2 separate regions of the Mus musculus genome follow, and region 2 is linked to region 1. Evidence: chromatin contacts called from public Hi-C data. All regions are on one chromosome and are shown on one strand. Each heading gives the region's core, a stretch centred on a gene start, on an enhancer-like site or on the middle of the called end of the contact. The rest is flanking DNA. Distances are from core to core; before and after follow the strand shown.

The links. A called contact is a pair of places that touch in the nucleus more often than the background predicts.
Region 2: a Hi-C map of uterus shows a contact between it and region 1, with 2.1 times the contacts expected there. The contact joins the enhancer-like site here to the promoter of Moxd1 in region 1. A contact is called at or near these places in 2 of 39 promoter capture datasets (both in embryonic stem cells), 1 of 15 datasets of contacts at CTCF or cohesin (the NIH/3T3 cell line), 10 of 484 Hi-C or Micro-C datasets (cerebral cortex, embryonic fibroblasts, embryonic stem cells and 3 more), 5 of 115 datasets of contacts at active chromatin or transcription factors (bone marrow-derived dendritic cells, embryonic fibroblasts, embryonic stem cells and 1 more) and 3 of 9 other capture datasets (adipose tissue, embryonic stem cells and pancreatic islet).

What each region holds. Positions count from the first base shown.
Region 1 is chr10:24,221,628-24,225,002 of GRCm38.p6, reverse strand. It overlaps Moxd1 (monooxygenase, DBH-like 1), which reads right to left and starts at 1,486. Exons shown (of 12, transcript NM_021509.5): 1 at 1,136-1,486. The coding sequence starts at 1,399.
Region 2 is chr10:24,294,893-24,298,267 of GRCm38.p6, reverse strand. All of the region lies in intron 10 of Moxd1 (monooxygenase, DBH-like 1), which reads right to left. Among named protein-coding and RNA genes, the nearest start is that of Moxd1, 73 kb to the right of the region's middle. Within about 2 kb of position 1,752, at least 7 of the 459 cell types and tissues checked have an H3K27ac peak or open chromatin away from gene starts, as enhancers often do. A contact at or near this core is called in uterus, where this site is marked.

The DNA of each region.
Region 1 (3,375 bases), core at 237-2,736:
CCCATATCAGAGATGATGCAGCATCAGAAAGGCTCATGTAAGGGAGGTCAGCAGGCTGCACTCTAGCAGAGGTGCACAGCGCTTACAGGGGATAGCAAGGAAGTGATGACTTGGGGAGAAGTAAACACACACGGCAGGGTGGCTTGAAAATTCGAATTGCTGTCAATTTGTTTCCAGCCAAACATTTCAGCGTCAGAACCGAAGCTATAATACGATAGCCCCTCAGTCAGAATGCTGTGAAATTCCATCTTAGAAGACTGGAGGAAGTATTGAGCTATACACGCTGAAATTCACAAGGGGCATTCTTATGCTGCTCAGAAGTTTTCCTGAGGCTTCTTAGCTAAGGTTTGCATTCTTGCATGGGAGTTGGCCCGTAAGAAAGTGTGTATATCCACTATGACCCATATGAAGTTCAGTACCCAGGAAGTCGAGCTACAGAATTCTGTTCGTTTCCCTACACATAAAGATGCCTGGATCAGGTAGCATCTACCAGAACTCTCTCCCCTAGAGCTAATGGGCAGGGAGCGAATCAGATGAATTTGTCGCCTATTAAAGCGGAAAACCTATCCCTGAATAGAGGGCTCTGCTTGGAGACTCTAGGTTGTGCATGGGTCGCTAAACCTGGCTTCCTCGAGAGCTGTTAATAACAAAACTTCCTTAAGCAAGTTTTCAGGGCCCTTCATTCATCTCGTGCATGCTCTAGTAAATGTTGGTGCTGCTCCTGGGATGCCCCCAAAGCCAACCACTGGAGACTGCGATTCCCAACCTTAGACAGGCAAGTGCACACAGGTCCGACCAGTTAGGTCTCAAAAGCTGTGGGTTTTTTTTTTTTTTTTTTTTTTTGATGGGGTGGATGGAGGGGAATGTGTGGTCTGTGCACAATGGTCGGTGAAGTGGGGCACCAGGATGCGAGCTTCCCGAAGAGGTAAACTTCCCCGGGCGAAGACTGCAAATGACACAGGCAGGGACCCCAGGGCAGGCTCGGATGACCCTGGGGCAAAAAGTGGCAAAGGAGGTGAGATGGACTCTGCTGCACGGAGCCCGTATCAGCCTCACCTTTGGGTGGACTGCGCTGCCCATCGCCCTTCTAGGGCGATCCCAGCGCAGGGAGCTCCCCGAAGGGACCCGAGCTTACCTGGAGGTAGGGCCGCCCGTGGGCCACTCCGCCTACCACGATGTCTGCCGCGGCCATGCTCCCGGTGGGCGAGAAGCCGAAGCCCACGTAGCCGTTCGTGCGTACCTCCAGACGGAAGGCCAGCCTCTCGCCCTGCCGGCCCCAGTGCAGCCAGTACTTGCCTTCGGGATCGAGGACCACGCGGTGCGGGTACGAGCGGCCCGGGCTTCCCGCAGCCGTCGCGGGGAGCAGCGCCCACAGCACAAGCAGTGGCCAGCCGCACATCCTCCTGTCCCGCGCCGCACCTGGGCTGCAGCCACTGGGGGGCGAAGACCAGGGAGCCCAACTTGGGACCGCCCCGGGGCTGGCCGCGCCCGCCCGCTGTCCCCGCCCCCGCTGGTTCTGGGTCCTACCAGGAGACTCCCCAGCCTCTCCCCAGGCATCCACCTGCTGCCACCGTGTATCCTATTTTGTCCCTGAAGTCTGGGTTAAGAGGGCAAGAAGGCAAGGAGCTTCCTGGAAGAGGCGGAGAAAAGGGGACCCAGCCGGGTAGAAGAAAGGAGGGAAAAAAAGGAATCGATGTGCAGACTGGGAGGGACCTAGGAAAGGAATTGGAAAGTGATGGGATAGAAAAGCATCCCTCTCGGGACCATGGGAGGGAAGAGACAGCTGGGAAAATCTGGGGTGCGGAGGAGAGAAAGGGAAAGCACCCCCACCCCCCAGATGGAAACTGCGCAGTTTGCATCCCTGGCAAACTTTTGACTTTTGACTTTCCTCACTGGAGCTCGTAGTGATGCCTGCTCATCCAGCAAGGAAGGCACACCCTCATCTTCTTCTCCCTTCTTTCAGTCTTTCCTCTTCTGGGAGGAGGCAGGGCTGGGGAGGGGGGGGGGTGCAATTCTTAGTTCTCCTGCTGATTTAGCTTTCCGTCGGGTTTTGATTTCTTCAGTTTGGTGGTGAAGGAATGATTTCTGCCTATACAGAAGAGGATTAGGTCAAGGTCAGCTTTCCTCTGAGTCCCTTTATCCCTCACTCTCCAGCCGCTGCCGCCACTGATCCTTTTAAGTTCTGGCCATGGTCTTGTTAGTCTCAAGTCTTGCTTGGCTTGTTGGTCTTTGAACACAGCACTCCTGTATTCCAGATGCTCAGTACTCATACTGAGGGCACATTAGATTCCTCATTAGTTTATATACACTTTACCATATTTCAGAAGCAAACTCTTGTCTGATTTAAAAAAAAAACAAAACAAAACAAACAAAACAAAAACAAAAACCAAATAGGATAACAAATACCGGGAGGACAGACCAAAATACCGATAAGAATATAGATAAAGCACACTGTTGCTCTCTGTACTATTTCTATCCAAGTGTATGTAGATGTCAGTATAGGATGTGTGTGTGCGCGTGCGTGCGTGCACACGCACGCACGCATGTTTCTATTGCTTAAGGTTTCTATTGCTTCAATCGAAACCACGACAAAGCAAGCTGGAAAAATAAAAGGGTTTATTGGACTTATTGCTGTTCATCATGTAGAAAGTCAGGGCAGAAAGTCAAGCAGGAAAGAAACCTGGATGCAGGAGCTGATATTAGAGGCCACGGAAGGGTGCTGCTTGCTAGCTTGCTCCTCTTGGCCTGCTTTCTTATAGAACCCAAGACCACCAGCCCAGGGATGGCACCACCCACAACGGGTTGGGCCCTCCCTTATTAATAACTAATTAAGATAATGGCTTCCAGGCTTGCCTACAGCCCCATCTGATGGAGGCATTTTCTTAACTGAAGTAAGTTCCCTCCTCTCAGATGACTTTAGCTTGTGTCAAGTTGACACAAAGCTTCAAACAAACACAGTGTGTGTGTGTGTGTGTGTGTGTGTGTGTGTGTGTGTGTGTGTGTGTGTGTGAAAGAAAGAGAAAGAGAGAGAGTTCGTGGTGTGTGTGTTTGTGTGTGTGTGTGTAGTATGTGTGCTTGTGTGTGTGGGGTATATGTGTATGTTTGTATGTATCTGTGCATGTGTGTGTGGTGTGTGTATGTTTGTGTATGTAGGTTTGTATGTGTGTGTATGTTTGTGTATGTATATTTTGTGTACATATGTGTGTATGCATGTATATATGTATGTATCTGTGCAAAACCTGTATATCTTTAAACTCTGTTAGAAGGTATCAAGCTTAATTCTTTCTGAAAACCAATTTATATTTATATGAAGTTAACTATTTAGTGTGGAGCTGATGTTGTAGAAAATTTCAAAATATTGAAGTTAGAGCTCTG
Region 2 (3,375 bases), core at 503-3,002, 73 kb before region 1:
TAACCAAGAATTGCGGTAGAGCAGACCTTGATTGGAAAGAAGCCTGTTAAATTTGCATATTCTGCATTTAAAATTTGCTCCTAGTTTTATTTAATGATATTTATTATTTATTTTACTTATTATAAGTTAATTTGATATTAAATATTATAATAACATTTACCTTTGAAGGGAGAAGATGTATATGTTGCAAAAAAATTTTAAACTATGTATGTAAATGGAATACAGGAATTGCAGGATGGGCACTGGAAGTATCTGCCTGCAATCCCAGGAAAGACCACAAGGGGACGCCTGAACTTTTACTAAGGCATTTGATGTGATTAAAGTTCTAAAATTGACTTTTGTGCAGCTTTGCTGGCCAAAGTGAACACTGTAAGCATTCTGCAGAGATGACTTTAAAATCTTTGATTCTATAAAAAAAAAAAAACATTAAGTTAATGTTTATGGAGAGTTCACAGAAAGAAAAGAGTGGAAGTTACATGAGCTGGTAGGACAACCAGAGGACGGGAGCAAACCCAATGGTTCATGCCTTGGAGATGAGGCTTGAAGACTGGGAATCTGAAAACGCAGTACCAGTCTCCCTGAGCCTCTTTGCCACATACTTTGTCTCTCTCCACCCCTGGTAATAAATGTCCTTTTTGTCACCTCTAACCTTTCCAGCTTCTCTAAGAGTGCAATTCAAATCCCTACAGAACCATGAGAGAAGGAGAGAAGCCTTAACAAAAGCAAATATGCTAATTATTTGCTTGGGAAAAAAAAAGTCTATGCCTTCTAGCAGAAACATTCACCCTGAAAGTAACAAGTACCGACGGGGTTTGGTGGATCTTGCCTGTTTTTCCGGCACTTTGGAGTTGAGTTCGAGGCCAACCTGGTCTACAGAGCAAACCAGGGCTACACAGGGCTACTCTATCTTGGAAACAAAAAACAAATAAACAAATGAAGAATAATGTATGAGCCTGCTATCACTGGGGTAGGGTCAAGTTAGAAGAAGGGAGAATCTTACAGAAACTAAAACACCCGAGTAAGTACAGGGTGTGTCTACCTAGACACACTTATAAGTAAGTAAACAATACCAATAATCACTGTAGTTGATTTGAAAAAATTGTGTTAATACTATACTTTAGTACTGATGGATCATTTTCCTTTGTAACTTGAGTTTAAACTCTGAGGTATGCTTGTCTTATAACACAGCAAAATTTACAGCAACACACAATATTTTAATTTTGTATTTTAATTTTTTTCTGCATAACATTAACAATTTTATTTGTAAATTCAGTTGACTCAGGGAAGCATTTAAAATTTAATGACTTTAGACATGGCTTTCCTGCTCCATGTAATATAAAACCAGATGGAAGAAAATATCCTGTATGTGTAAGTTGTTAGACTTCTTATCTGCCTGGAACCACACTGTTCTTTTAAAGGTCTTCCCGCTGGAGTCGTTCTTAGGAGCAGGAAGAGGTGTGGGGAGAAGGAAGGGAAGTGGGTTAACCCAGCCAAGAAGCAGCCCCGGGTCCATACAGCCGAATGAATAGCACTACAGACTGCCTTCTATAGCACAAATAAACATATGGTCAAAAATTAGTAAAACAAACAGAATGTTCATTAATAGACTTTCACTCCTGGCCACATGGAGCAACTAACACCAGCTTACTGTGCAGGGGGGAAAAAGCCAACACACATGAACAGAGCGGTACAGAGTGCCTGCTTAGGAGACTGGAAAACAGGCATGAGAAAACTCTGACCCAGAGGAAATGAAGACATGTCACGTCTGAACGCTGTGTTCATTCCAGAGCTCTGCCTGTGAGCACTCCTTGGATCACAATACAGAAAGGAGAATTTCCAACAATAAAATGACCATCGCAAGGAATTCAAGAGACAAAAATCAGAGTTAAGGGAGTCAGAGGTGACGAGTTTCCATGTAGAGAACAGGGGGCCTGGCATACAGATTGCTCTTTAAGTCCATATTAGGGACAACTAAGTGCGGGATGAAATCGCACAAGATAGACAAAGAGGAACTAGGGAAATATTTTTAAAAAAATTGGAGAGCTCCCAGAGCTGGTAGATTTTTTAAGTTCCAACTAGTAAGAGTGGAGGTATTTGCTGATGACACAGGTCAGGTATTCAGGGATCCAACTCAGACACCTGCGACCGGGTCAGGCCTCAGTAGTCAAGCTGCATGCATGGTCCTAAACATCCTGACCAGTCACACTGACAAGGATATTAAAGAGTTAGAGACAGTCTGAAATTATTAAGCATGTGAACAACTACATAAAGATAAGCTTAATCTATAGACAATTTAGAGAAATACCAAGCTTTGAAAATTGCAGTCAGCTTAATGATTAGCACAGGAAGGTATTAAAATATTATTTACAAAACAGGTGAAGGACATTTACACTAGAAACTATAAAACAGAACTGAGGAAAGCGAGAAAGTGCTTGAATGAGTGCAGCACTTCATGTTCGCAGAGGGCTCCATACACCGCATGGATCCCCACTGGTCTCTAATGCTTGCTTGCTTCTTTGTTTCTTAAACTTCTTGTCCAGGGTTGGAAACAGGGGATGTTAGATTGCTAATTGGGGATGTCTAGTCTTTATTTGGTGGCTAGTCATTTCCTTCTGCATGTCCTGAGATTTCTATAGCACATCCAAGTAGGGTTTGTAGGTTTTTGTTTGGTTATTTGTTTTAAGAAACTAACAGATTGTCTTAATCATCTCTATAAAAATATAATGAACCTAGAGTATCAAATTAATTTGGGAAAGGGTAACAACAAATAGGAGTTTACAGACTTTATTTTCCTACTTAAATCTATAATAGTCAAGTGTGGTACTGAAGTATCATACATACACAGCCATGAAATAGAGTCCCTTCCAGAGTCAACGTATCATCAAATAACTAAAATTCCAAATTTCATGGTAAAAAGGTGGGTTTCAGGACTCCAAGATGGTTCAGGGCACACATGCCTGTCACCAAGCCTTACAGTGTAAATTCTATACCTGGGGCTCACAAGGTGGAAGGAAATAACTAACCCCTGCACATTGTCCTACACACACACACACACATACACACACACACACACACACACACACACACACACACTGAAAAATACCTTAAAGGCAGTTTTCTTTCACTAAATAGTAAAACAGAAACTTAAGGGTTCTTTGGAAAGTCAGTTGGATGGTGTTTTGCTGGGCGAACACATGAAGGAATATTTTGTTAAAGTGGACACAGGTGTGAAAGGCTAAGGCAAATTCATAAGGATCATTTCGCTGAAGCAGACACAGGAGAGAGGATGTTCTGCTAAAGCGAGCGCGTGAAAGGACACCTGATGAAGGATTCTTTGCTAACCACACGAGTATGCTCTGCCTTACATTGTGTAGT